2 separate regions of the Astyanax mexicanus genome follow, and region 1 is linked to region 2. The links are chromatin contacts, called in public Hi-C maps. All regions are on one chromosome and are shown on one strand. Each heading gives the region's core, a stretch centred on a gene start, on an enhancer-like site or on the middle of the called end of the contact. The rest is flanking DNA. Distances are from core to core; before and after follow the strand shown. Region 1 holds the start of gnai2a (guanine nucleotide binding protein (G protein), alpha inhibiting activity polypeptide 2a). Region 2 overlaps gnai2a (guanine nucleotide binding protein (G protein), alpha inhibiting activity polypeptide 2a).

The links. Hi-C and Micro-C count contacts between places; a contact is called where the count stands out from the background.
Region 1: a contact with region 2 is called in a Hi-C map of muscle, with 16 times the contacts expected there. The contact joins the promoter of gnai2a here to the enhancer-like site in region 2. A contact is called at or near these places in 2 of 3 Hi-C or Micro-C datasets (both in muscle).

The regions. Positions count from the first base shown.
Region 1 is chr24:29,751,344-29,758,402 of AstMex3_surface, forward strand. gnai2a (guanine nucleotide binding protein (G protein), alpha inhibiting activity polypeptide 2a) reads right to left here and starts at 2,986. Exons shown (of 9, transcript XM_007254555.4): 1 at 2,148-2,986. The coding sequence starts at 2,265.
Region 2 is chr24:29,672,040-29,678,551 of AstMex3_surface, forward strand. gnai2a (guanine nucleotide binding protein (G protein), alpha inhibiting activity polypeptide 2a) reads right to left here. Exons shown (of 9, transcript XM_007254555.4): 6 at 5,418-5,547; 7 at 4,817-4,970; 8 at 3,031-3,245; 9 at 1,838-2,897. The coding sequence ends at 3,055. Among protein-coding and RNA genes, the nearest start is that of inka1a, 12 kb to the left of the region's middle. Within about 2 kb of position 2,797, the one cell type or tissue checked has an H3K27ac peak away from gene starts, as active enhancers do.

The DNA of each region.
Region 1 (7,059 bases), core at 1,736-4,235, 79 kb after region 2:
CAGCTCTGCTCAGGGGACGCGGCAGGCGGGTGCCAGCAAAGCCTGTCAAAATATTCCCCACAGATGACACAAGGGCAGACGTGTTGCAATCGACTGAGTCAATGGAAAAATCCCTATTTCTGTCATGCCACTCGTTCTCTTTTAAAGAGACAATATATGAGAGCGAGACAGAGAGAATGTTGCAACTTGTCATACAAAGCACTCATAAAAGAAGATGTCAACTTGTAATAAAAAAAGTATTTCAGCCATTTTCCTTTGTTTATATAACAGTCTATGGCACCAAAACTATGTTTTGATCCAAGTTTCCCATTATTTATCCTAACTCTAAGCTCCCCTGGCAACTTTTGCCTACTTTCCAACAATCTAGCCAAATACAGCTCTGCTGAGATTGAAGATAACAATGAGAGGGGGTGTGTGTAAGAGCTTGTGAACAACTACTAGGCTGAAATAAGAGCCAAATGTGTGCCAAACCAGAGCAAAGTGGATCTGTCATCCTGTTCAAAGTGATGGTTCAGAAAAAAAATAATAATCTCAGGCCCTGAATAAACTTGTTCACTTCATTAGTTTCGAGTGTATCAGGACTGTATCTAGATATGGGCAAGCCACATTTAGTAAAAATACGATGAGCAAATGTGAAAGCATAGGGCTAAAATGTTATTAGAATACAATCCAGATAATAGTCTAATAAAGTAACAGGTGTAATCAGGGTCTCAGGAATTTGCAATAGCACCACACAGCTAATATTAAGTGATGTAGCTAACATAATAACCTGATAAAGCTGCCGTTCCTCACTTAAAATGAGATTATATCTACTATAGTGTTAAACATTTACATGTACATTAAAGATCTAGTAAAACACTAAGATTCCAAACTTTGGCACTGAAGAGCATGCATGTGCAACAGACATTGCAGGAGATGCACTATTTTTTATAGCAAAACAATTTAAACACACTAGTAATTTTTGCAGCTTGATACATAAAACATCAATCAGATGTATGTCCAATATCATTCAGATTACTGCAATATTGCATACACTGAGTGAGGGCTGGACGATATGGCAAAATTTTATATCACAATTTTTTTTTTTTTTTTTTTAGTGGACATGATACAATTCTGATATTGATATGTACAGTGTCTCAGAAAATTAGAATATTATATAAGACCAACTGGTATGTTTGGCACAGTGGGCAGTGTGCCAAGCCCTGCTGGAAAATGAAATCTGCATCTCCATAAAAGTTGTCAGCAGAGGGAAGCTTGAAGTGCTGTAAGATTTTCCAGGAAACATTTGGAGACTTTGGACTTGATATAACACACAGTGGACCAACACCAGCAGAAGACATGTCTCTCCAAACCATCACTGATTGTGGAAATTTCACACTAGACCTCAAGCAGCTTGGACTGTGTGTCTCTCCACTCCTCCTCCAGACTCTGCTCCCTTGATTTCCAAATGAAATTCAAAATTTACTGATCATGAATGTCAATAATGGTCAGTCCAGTGTTTCCCCACAAAATCTAACAGCGCTTAATACTTCCTCTGCTGATAACTTTTAAGGAGATAAGGATTAGGATTTCATTTTCCTGCAGGTCTTGGCACACTTCCCACACTGCCAAAATGACCAATTGGTCTTATATAATATTCTAATTTTCTGAGACACTGATTTCTTGGCTTTTAATTGGCCATAATAATTGTCGACATGATTGTTGATGTTAATTTGTAACAGAACTGCACTACACAAAGTGCTGGGGACAGAACAGCAATGGGAGATGGGTAAATGGCTCACTCACACAGATTACACTCAATTTAGATTGTATCCAAAACTGTGCAAACACAACAGATTACATATTTAATTACTATTTAATTACTTTAATAAATATAATTACTTTAAATTAATATCAGTACTTTCCACGTTTAAACAACATCTAGACATTTAAATGCTGTTTCTATTTGTTTCAGAGATAGACGACATAATAGAAATAATCGTTGACTAATCGACTAACCAAAATAATAATCCTCAGATTAGTCGACTACCAAAATAATCATTACTTTCAGCCATGAGAGAGAGAACTGAGAGAGAGACGGACAGAGAGAGAGACGCACAGAAAGAGAGAGAGAGACAGTTTAAAGGGGGTGATCTGCAGACACTTACCCAACAGCAGGAGTTTCACTTCTTTCGCAGCCTTCTCTCCGTCCTCTCGCAGGCTTTTATCGATATGCCTGGACCTTTCGGCCGCCGCTTTGTCCTCCTGACTGACGGTACACCCCATGAGTGCTCGCTTCAGGGCGCCGGAGGTTAAAAACGGTACTTTAGAGAAAAAAATGAGGATTTTATCCTCTTTAACTGCTTGTTTGTGTGTGTTTGGGGCCCCTGGCCGCTTTTAACCTGCCAACTTCCCCTTTTCTGAGTCAAAAAAGTAGTTTTAAAAGTAGGGAAACTCTGGTTAGCTAGCTGTAATTAGCTACAGGTGAAATCCAGCCGCTGCAGATTAACGTTAGTTAGCTTAGCTAAGCTAACTTTTGACGTTAATCAACGAACAGCCAAACTTAGAAAACTCAAATGCGAAAAATATTAAGAAAAAGGTAAAAACAGCGGCTTTACGGATCCAAAACTGAAGAAGTTAAGTAGTTTAACATTACTTAGACAGTGAAAATCGCGAGTCTTTACAGCAAATTCGCCGAAATCCACCAAAAAACACCAAAAACTAACGTAAAGTTTTCAAACAGACTCTGAACGGTCCGCCCGCGCGCAGCAACAGCAGCAGCAGCTCGAGCCCTCAGCCCTGGATCTCGCTCGCGCTCTAAACACAGCAGAAAAACGGGAGAAAAACGCCGCCGTGTGCGGATTTCTCAGCCCCGCTCTCTTCTCCACGCCGTTAATCAGTGCCGCCCGACAGCCTCCGACCAGCGCTCCGCTACCCCGCCGCGGCCCCGCTCTGATTTCTGCTCTCTGGTCGCTGAAGCGCCACACCCGAATAGCTGAGGAGTTCCTCACAGCCACAGAGCGGGACGCGCGCGCTCCGCCCCGCCCACCAGCAAACGCTGAGCCGCGGGTGATCATGGGAAATGTAGTCTGTTTTGTCTATTTTTTCGTAAATATTTCTCTTTTCTCGTGTTTTATTTTTCGCTTAAATTAATTACATATGTAAAAAAAGAACTTATAATTATAATTAATTTACTTTAGACTTTAAATTTGCATCTGCAAACCGTATGATTAAGAACAACACAGCCAAAACAAATATATTTTAATATTAATAATAATAATAATAATAATAATAACAACCAAAGTGCTTACTTAAGACATAAAGACGATTTATACTGTATACAAATGCTATACATTTCTATGAAGCTAGACATATTTTAAGGAATGATTTTGTTTAGTTTTTATTCTCAGTCAACTGATTTAATGTATATAGTAATGCGATTATCCCACGTTTTTTAATTGTTGGTCAACATTTTTTTTTATTTGGTAGGATTACACTAGAAACCACATGATTAAGTACAACGCGGTTAAAACTACACGATTATAATGTCTTTCTTTATTGCAATAACACAACACAATGAACAATACAAGCGTATAATTTTTTTGTTTTTTCTGAAAAATAGTTATATACATGAAGGTCCCATATCCCGAATATTAAAATAATTTTAAACGCCTTGCACGTCCATTATTAAGTGAATTGCTTATTTTGATAATACTTTTTTATTATTATAAATAAAATCTTCCTTAATTAATGAATTGAGGTTGGTGGCAGTCAGATTTATAGCAGGTTGAAAAACATTGGCTTTTCTCTGCTGCCCTCTTTCGTCCATTTATGCACATAGCAGGTCAATTTCAGCCGCTTTATCGGAAACTCTTAACCATTTGCATCTACTCTCATGGGGCACTTTATTAGAAACACCTACCTACATTGAGCTTCCACTCAGTGGCCACTTCATTAAAAACATTTACCCATGTTGTGCTTCCATTCACTTGCCACTTTATTAGAAACACCTACCTACCTTGTGCTTCCACTTACTGGCCACTTTATCAGAAACACCTACCTACTTAAATACCTTGTACTTCTACTCAGTGGCCACTTTATTAGAAACACCTATTAACTACCTTGTACTTTCACTTCCAAACCTTGCACTTCCACTCACTGGCCAATTTATTAGAAACACCTACCTACTTTGTGCTTTAACTCAGTGGCCACTTTATTAGAAACACCTACTACTACCTGGTGCTTCCACTCAGTGGCCACTTTATAAGACACACCTACTCCTACCTTGTGCTTCTACTCACTGGCCACTTTATTAGAAATACTACCTACCATGCACTTCCACTCAGTGGCCACTTTATTAGAAACACCTAACTACCTTGTACCTCCACTCACTGGCCACTTTATAAGAAACACCTACTACTACCTTGTGCTTCTACTCACTGGCCACTTTATTAGAAACACCTATCTACCTTATACTTCCACTCAGTGGCCACTTTATTGGAAACACGGTGAGTCTGTAATTGCTCTAAAAATCAGAATTAATTTACAGTATTTATATAAACAAAAACAAGGCAAACATTTCTCATTTTTTTGCTGTTTATTGCAACATTGTTTACAGTACAGTAACCGCCAGCCATGTACTCAATATATGGAGAATAAAGAAAAATAAAATACATTTAACTGGCTTTATTCTCCCCCAAAAAGCACTTTTTTAAAAATTATTACACTGTGTGTTTTTTGTTTGTTTTAATCATGAGACTAAACCTCTTGGGTCTATTTACAATGTACAAACTAGACGTGTACGCGGGGTATAAAGGGTTTACACGTATTTACAGCCTGTATAAACGCCAACACCATGTCAGTCATGAGCTCATACACACACACACACACACACACACACATATTCAAGAGGGAGTAATACACACACATAGGTACACAAACGCATCATACACACTGCACATCAGAGCACAGGCTGGTTTAAGCACATCCCCCTGCTGTTGGTTTGTGGTACTGTGTGGATTTAATCACTAGCTACAGGTTTCAGTCCCCAGATCACACAAACCTGTTCACCACGTGTTCACTAACAGCACACATTTATTTAAAGTGAAGCACTTGTGCTAAATTAACTGGGTGGAACTCAATGCGTGTACTCAACGAACACTGGATAAAAAAAGAGGTGTCATGATTAATCGATTAATCAATTTAGATATTGGTAGATTAAACTCTACCCTCTGAATGAACTGACATTAATATGCTGTAATATCTCTGTAATAATGTCATCCACAAACCTTCTTAACTGTCAGAGAAAGTCAATGTAAATGGTTTTATTGGAGTAATTTTGGAGCATTTCTATTGGTCCATTCATTATGAAATTTTATAACAATAAGAAGAATAACTGTAAGATTTACATTATGTCATAAAATGAAAAAACAAATTACTCAAATAAATACATTTGTTATAGGCTTCCTAAAAGCTTTATTACATGATTTATTATCCCAATCCTGATTTGTAAAAAATATATAAGCAAAATCAAAATAATTGATAGATTATTGGATTTCTAAGATTACTTACACTACACTATAATTTATGCAACAAACCAGGTTAAGGACAAAAATTTTTATGTTTTATTATGCTGTTCAAAACTCAATACATTCCATTTACTGTGGCCTTGATAAGAACAAAAAATGGAGATAATAATAAAAATATGTTTTATTATGCTGTTCAGAATCATGCAAAAACATAATTTTTATTATCATATCCATTTTTAAATGTCACAATAAATGGAGCAATACAAATATTTTACAATCACTTCTATCGAAAGTTATTTTTATGATTTTTATTATTATTTATTTAAAAATAATAACCTTGCTTACAAGTCTGTTTCTTATTTCGTATTCTTAGCCTATTCAACCAATTTTGGAACAGGTTAAAAGGAAATAAATGCAACTAAACAGCAAATTCTCAGCAAATATGTGTTGCTGAACTTCAGAATTAAGGCTCATTTACGCTCAATGTTAACTGTGGATATGGATGAAGCTTTCTGTCATTAATTTGCATATTATTTTTCCAGTGGTTATGCTCCATTTCATCTGTATCTGTAAGATTTTCAATAATGTGCACAAATCTGGACAAAATAATCACAGATAACTCAGTCTCTATTCTCTATCCTTGTTTTCTGGAACCGGTTTGTGCTTCTGTGTGTGAACAGTGTTTCAGAACTGGGAATAAAAAGCTGTAATCAATCTAGAATGTGCTTTACTCTCTTACTGAAATCCCCACTGTGCTTTCAGCACTACAGTTAGAATGTATGATATAAATCAGTAAATATGACTCTCATTATAATCTGTTTATGGTTACGAGGAAGAAAAACATAAAAATGTGGAAAAATAGATGCATTTGATCAACAGCTCCTGTCTACACACACACACACACACACAATACAAACAGTTCTGCCATCATCATTAACAGCACTCAGTCTTTACACACCTTTAATATTCATCAGATTCACAGAAACAGAGCAGGCCTTAGCCCAATCCCCCACTCACATGTCTGCAGAGCGAGAAAAATACTGGCAATTCTCTGATAACTGGCACATAATACACACACACTCTCTCTCTCACACACACACACACACACACACACACACACATGCAGTAAATTGTGCAGTAATAATCTGAGAGGTGGGAGATTTTGTGCTTTTGAGGTAAAACACACTACGTAATACAGTTCCACTACTGATACAGGCAAACACAACATAAACATAATGACAACGCAAAATGAGAATGCTGTGTAAAATCTACGAGAACCCTAAAGTCTCAACCAGGAAACCAGTGTTTCAAGGCTTTTTTGTTTTGGTTCTGCAAAAAAGAGGCTCGACAACAGCAGCAAAAAATACAATACACTACTGTTCAAATGTTTAAAATCCACCTCCAATGACTGAATAGATCATATATAATATCATATATACAGCCATTGGTTTAGCTCCTCCCCCAATGACTGTATAGATTATATATAATATCATACATACAGTCATTGGTTTAGCTCCTCCCCCTAAGAACATATATATATATCATATAGTAT
Region 2 (6,512 bases), core at 1,547-4,046:
ATATCTTTTTTTAGGTCACCAACAGTCAATTTGCAGAATTTGTGCACCCTATGTTCAATTTTAAATCCATTAAATAAATAAAACATATATCATATAAAAGAGTGCATTTATGCCAAAAAAGACATGAAATCTTAACTTTTTTAAATATCTAGAAAAGGGTTATTAATTTGGCTGTATTAAAAGAATGACATATGTAGGAATGTCCACAACATTTCAGTGTCAACAAAGGTAGGCCTATCAGATTCTGATAATCTAATTGTAGTCTGTAAATGGTTCACTTGTGGTTATCTTAGATTTCTTGTAAACCTGTCTTAAAATGTAAGGGATACTGAACCTTCGTTGGGCTGGTGGGACGGCTTTAATCGGACGTAGGAAAATATCCCTTATTTTTAAATCTAAAACTTGACAGGTATGTACTCCTGGTGCAAAAATTCAAGCAGTTCAGTTTGGTTTGATGGCTTGTGATCATCCATCTTCCTTTTGATTATATTTAGATGTATTTTAATTAGGTAAAATCCAAGAAACTTTCTACACTGTCTGATTACTGAAGGTTCAGAGTGGATTCCACACTATTTTCTTGATTCTAAATCAAGATATTTAAAAACTAAATTTAAAAGCTAAATTAAAAATGTAAGATTTTAATTAAACCTGTAATGCAGCTTCATGAATAATCAAGAGATCTGGTCATTAAGTTAATGTGCTTGAACATTTAATCTCCTTTCTCCTGGGAAATCATGCAGGGAGCAGACACTAAATCATCTTTTAGAGCTGAACTGAACTCTGACCTCTTCAGCAGTTTATCACAAATATTACACATTTTTAACCTAATTCTATATTAGCTTTACGTTTCCTGCTGTGCTTCCAGTGTTTGATCGGAGTTACCTGTGTAACTCAGCGACAGGTGAGCACCGCTGGCTGGATGAAGTGGCTTCCTCTTCCTCACCTGCTGATACACAGGTCTGACCCAGTCACCCTGAACTGGCTCGAAACCACCACAAGTGAGATATATATTTTTTTCCTCTTATTTGAAGAGCTGTTGTTGAGATGTTTTAAAGAGCAGAATGACAACAAACTGCTATTTTCTGCATTAATTGCATTTATGTATTATTATTTTTTTAATGGTATTTATTTTTACCATCCAACACCTACATTCATTTTAATATATCTTTATTGTTTTAGCAGACCTGGTCCACCACAGTTTTTAATTTTAAATCAGATGGAATAAGAAAAAAAAAACTAGACTGGGAGTAGATAGAAGAACAGATCATTTTCATAAGTAATACTACAAAGTGGAGTTTCATGCAGAAAATGCAAGTATGATATTAAAGCTAAAATGTAGGGAGCCAAAACTTTTGCCCCAATTTATTTATTTTTTTTACCCATATTTTAATAAAAAGTGTAAGCTTATTTGCACAACTATCATACAGCATAAAACTATTCTACTGGTACTATGGTTGTGCCAAATTTAGTGCTTGTAGCTTAAAAAATGTTGAAATTTGACCTGTAGAAAAATTCTGAAAGGGTTTACAGGCACATTTTAATGCATTCCTATTTAATTTACCTTCAGACACCTTTCTAGATGTATACTATTGCACTGCTTTAAAAGCAATGTAGCTGCTTTAAAGCTGCAATAGTGTTGATATGTTGTAAAGTGTAGGAGGATAGTAGTGGCTCCTAATAATAAAAGTAAAATGAAGGTAAACTTAAAACTACTAAAAACAAGAGTACTGTGTTTTACTTTGCAAAACTGTAATAAATGCAAATACAGTATAAATTCACTGCTTATTAACTTTGTAGACACAATAAGTGTTAAAACAAAGAAAAGCGACAAATCAGCCTCTAGTGACAACTTTTATTTAAATTAAATCATTATATAGGATTCTCAAAGCATTTTAAAACTTTACCAAAAAAACTACCCTTTTTAACTCAATTAGACTTTTTGACTCTCATTAGTTAATAACTATTTCTCCTTACATGGTGACAAAAGTGTACAGTAGGAAGAGAAAGGCGGTGACGAAGGAAAGAGAAATAAAACAGGATCTACGAATCCAATAGAAATAAAGGCAAAAAACAGAAAGCAAAAAACAAGAGGGTGGAATGGGTGGGTAGACACAAGTGGAGAAGAACTATTCTTACATACATACATTAAATATCCTCAGCTCAAGTTCAGCACGACCTCCTGCGTCCTCTCAGGTCTTTTTTTTTCTAGTTTTTGTATTTTTTTCTTCTTTTTATTTCATTTAATTTTAAAAAGGAATGTTATGAGATTGTGTAGAGATTACTATGGTAATATATCAGCTATCAGGCTTCCATCATGCAGGATGACGTTTTGTTTGGCTATAAATGATGACATGTAAACATTGTTAAAAAAAAAAAAAAAAAACATTCCTTTTCAATCTTATTTCTCTCTGAGTGTCTGCTGTTTTTATAAAAATGCACTTTTACGCAATTAAAAGTTTTTAATAAAATTTCCACATCAGATTTTCAAGAGTAAAATGAAAGTATTCATATAAAAAGTCGTCTCTGCTATTATTGGAAAAATAAATGAAGAGAAAAATAAACAATGGAAAAACATCAATAAAAAAAATAATACAATAATTGTTGATTTGTGGTCAAAACCCAAAGAGGTTAATAATACATGATGGATGGAGCTGCTTTCTAAAATCAAACATTAAAATAACTGTTAGGGGAAAGAGGGAAGGAAAACACTGGTTGTCTGAGGGGTGGGGGGGTTAGGGGGTTGGCGTTTGCTGAATTCTGTGTTCGGCGTCTTGGACCTCTGAGGCTCTCCAGCTTTCCATAACCAGGCTGAAGCAGGAATCAGTTATAATCGGCCAGTGCAGTCAGTCAGAACGCATTCCTCTCCTTCACCTGCTCATCAATACAGTTCAAGTAATCTGAGAGAGGGGAGGGACAAAAAGATAAAGTATGAAAAATATACAAAGAGAAATCGTTAAACATTTAAATAGCCTTAAATTGTTTACAGGGCTAAAATAATTAGGAAATACTAAAATGAGAGTGAGCCCTCACCTCGGCCCTTCCTCAGCTTTTCCACTAGAAGAGTCCGCAGTCCCTCAGATTGTTCTTGATGATGACATCAGTGACGGCGTCGAAGACGAACTGGATGTTCTTGGTGTCGGTGGCGCAGGTGAAGTGGGAATAAATCTCCTTGGTGTCTTTCTTCTTGTTCAGATCCTCAAACTTGGTGCGGATGTACTCTGACGCCTCGTCGTACTTGCTGGCACCTAAAGACAGACCGGAGAGGAGGAGGTAAGCACGGCCATTTAACATTTTTACAGATTAATTGGGTGTCTGAGGAAGAAGCCCTTAATTTTGTTGGACCTCAGTTCTCTTGCTGTAACTAGATGTAAAAAACTGGGTCCTGCAAGAACTACTTTGGTTGAACTCTTGTAACAGAATACTGAGGGACAACAAAAATCATGCTTAGTTACAACTGTGTGCTCTTGCTGTAACTTGGTGTAAAGAATGTGAATTTTGTTGGACCTCAGTACTCTACTGATTAATTTAGGAAAGATCTGTAGTTGGACCTCAGTCCTTTTGTTATAATTAGGTGTTTAGAATATGTTTTCTGTTGGACCTAAGGACTCCAGAGGGAGAACGGTGGATGGACCTCTGATTAGAGCATGATTTTTGCTGGGCTGAAGGACTAATTGGATGCTAGAGGAAAGAAGGTGGTTGGACCTCAATACTCTGGCTGTAATTTAATGTTTATAGCGAGCTTTTTGTTGGACCTCAGTACTCTTACAATTTGGTGCTTGAGTACAGATTCTGGGTGGATTTCAATACTCTTGCTGTAAGTGGCTGTTAGGAGCATACTTTTTGTTGGACCTAAGTACTCTGTTATAATTGGATACTTGAGGAAGGAAGGTGGTTGGACCTCAATACTCTGGCTGTAATTGGATGTTTATAGTGAGATTTTTGTTGGACCTCAATACTCTATTACAATTTTGTGCTTGAGTACAGCTTGTGGGTGGACCTCAATACTCCATCAATAAGCTGTAAGTGGCTGTTTGGAACATAATTTTTGTTGGACCTGTGTACTCTTATAATTGAATGCTTGTGATGTCAATCCTTTTGTTGGATACTCTTCCTGTAAGTGGGTGTTTGGTGCATGGTTTTTGTTGGCCCTAAGGACTCTGTTATAATTGGATACTTGAGGAAGGAAGGTGGTTGGACCTCAGAACTCTTACAATTTTGTGCTTGTACAGTTGGACTTCAATACTCTTGCTGTAAGTGGGTATTTAGAATGTGATTTTATTTGACCTAAGGACTCTGTTGTAATTAGATACTTAAGGAATGAAGGTGGTTGGAACTCTATACTCTTGCTGTAATTGCATGTTCATAGCGTGATTTTTGTTGGACCTCATTACTCACAATTTAGTGCTTGAGTAGAGATTATGTTTGGACCTCAATACTCTTACTGTAACTGGGTGTTTGTAGCATGTTTTTTGTTGGCGTTATGGACTATTATAATTGGATACTTGTGGTTGGACCTCAATTGTTACAGTGATTGCATGTTAAGGTGCTTGGGTAAAGATTGTGGTTGGACCGCAATCCTCTTCCTGTAAATGTATGTTTGGAACATCATTTTTGTTGGACCTCAGTACTCTATTACAATTGGGTGCTTGATTACAGATTGGCTCTCACTACTTTTGCTATTACTGGGTGTCTGGAGAATTATTTTTGTTGGACCTCAGTACTCTATAAAGGGAACCAGATGCTTATGGAAGGACTGTGGTTGGATACTTGTGTATTTGTGTGTACTTCAGTGCTGAAGTAAGGTCGACTATTGTACCTGTGTACTCAGGGAAGCAGATGGTCAGAGGGCTGTGTGCGATCTTCTCCTCGAACAGATCTTTCTTGTTGAGGAAGAGGATGATGGACGTCTCCGTGAACCACTTATTGTTGCAGATGCTGTCAAACAGCTTCATGCTCTCATGCATCCGGTTCTGACAGGGTGAGAGTACAAGAGGGAGTGGAGGAAAACAAGAAAGGGAACAACAAAATAAATGCTTAGACTGCTCAGCGGAGTTGTGAAAAATAGGCTGAGACAAAAATCATGTGCACAGTGAAAACATAGCAAACAAATCAGATGCTACAACAATAAGACTAGACAGGTTAAAAAAAAACCAATAAGCTTGTTTTTGAATTACTTGTGCATCTTGCACATGAGCTCTCAGTCTGGCAAAACAAATTTTAACACATTCTTCAGATTTTCTCCCCCTTTCAGACCTGTCTGAATATTTATTTCCACGTCTTTTATGATCTTGTGCTATAAATGAGTCTATAAACCAGAATAATGACAAGGGTGCATGCTAACCATCCCATCTTCAAGATTCTCCATGACATTTCCTAGCAGGTAGACAAAGTAAACAGATGAATAAGGCGAGACTCACCATCTCCTCGTCCTCAGCTAGCACCAGGTCGTAGGCACTCATGGCAACACAGAAGATGATTGCAGTGACGCCCTCGAAACAGTGGATCCATTTCTTTCTCTCAGATCGCTGGCCTCCCACATCAAACATCCTGCAGAGAGAGAGAGAGAGACAGTGAGTGAGTATGAAAAACATATATATATATATATATATATATATATCTTGCTCTCTCTCCATACACACCATGTCTAATGATTGTGGACACTTCTTTTAATCTTGGTTTGTAATCATTCAACATACTGACCTCAACTGAACCTTTTGTTAACAGCATTTTAGGAGAACCAACGAATGAATAGATTTCGCAATATATTTACCCATATGTATGTTTATGTATATGTGCAGGTATGTGTATGTATATATATATATATATATATATATATATATATATATATATATATATATATATATATATATATATATATATGGATCTAATCTAATTGAGGGGCACTTAAGCTAATCTATTTACCTTCCATTACTTTTGGGTTTCTTGTCTTTTAAAAATCATAGACTTCAAATAAACACCATATAAACAGAATTTCTTTTTTAATTATGTTCTAAACTGAAGGATTATGATAATTTGTTTTCAACTTTGTGCATTGTACAGATATTTTAAAATCAATCTGAGCAGAGAAGGCAAAAAAAAACCTATTGGATTTGGTGAGAGTTCCCCTACTAATCTCGCTTGATATGAAAGGTCTTTGATATGAAAGGAGTTTTTGTTGTATAATTAGTCCTGTCACAATAATTATGTTATCACCTTGTTGTACAAAATATGTGCATGACCTCAATATTACTGATGTTTTTATTTTCAAGAATACGCAAGTATTTTGACTATATTTACTCATTTTATTTGTTTTATGTATTTAGGTTATTTAACATTAAACTGTAGTCTCTGTAGTTTTTTTCTCTGCATACTTTCTTTGTGCTGGTACATATTGTTTAAAAACTCCAGCAGCACTGCTGTGACTGATCCATGTGTTTACTGTATTAGACACTCCCACCTAGTTCCTGCATTACCATTACATCAGTGGCATGAAATGGTGTTAAAATGATGCA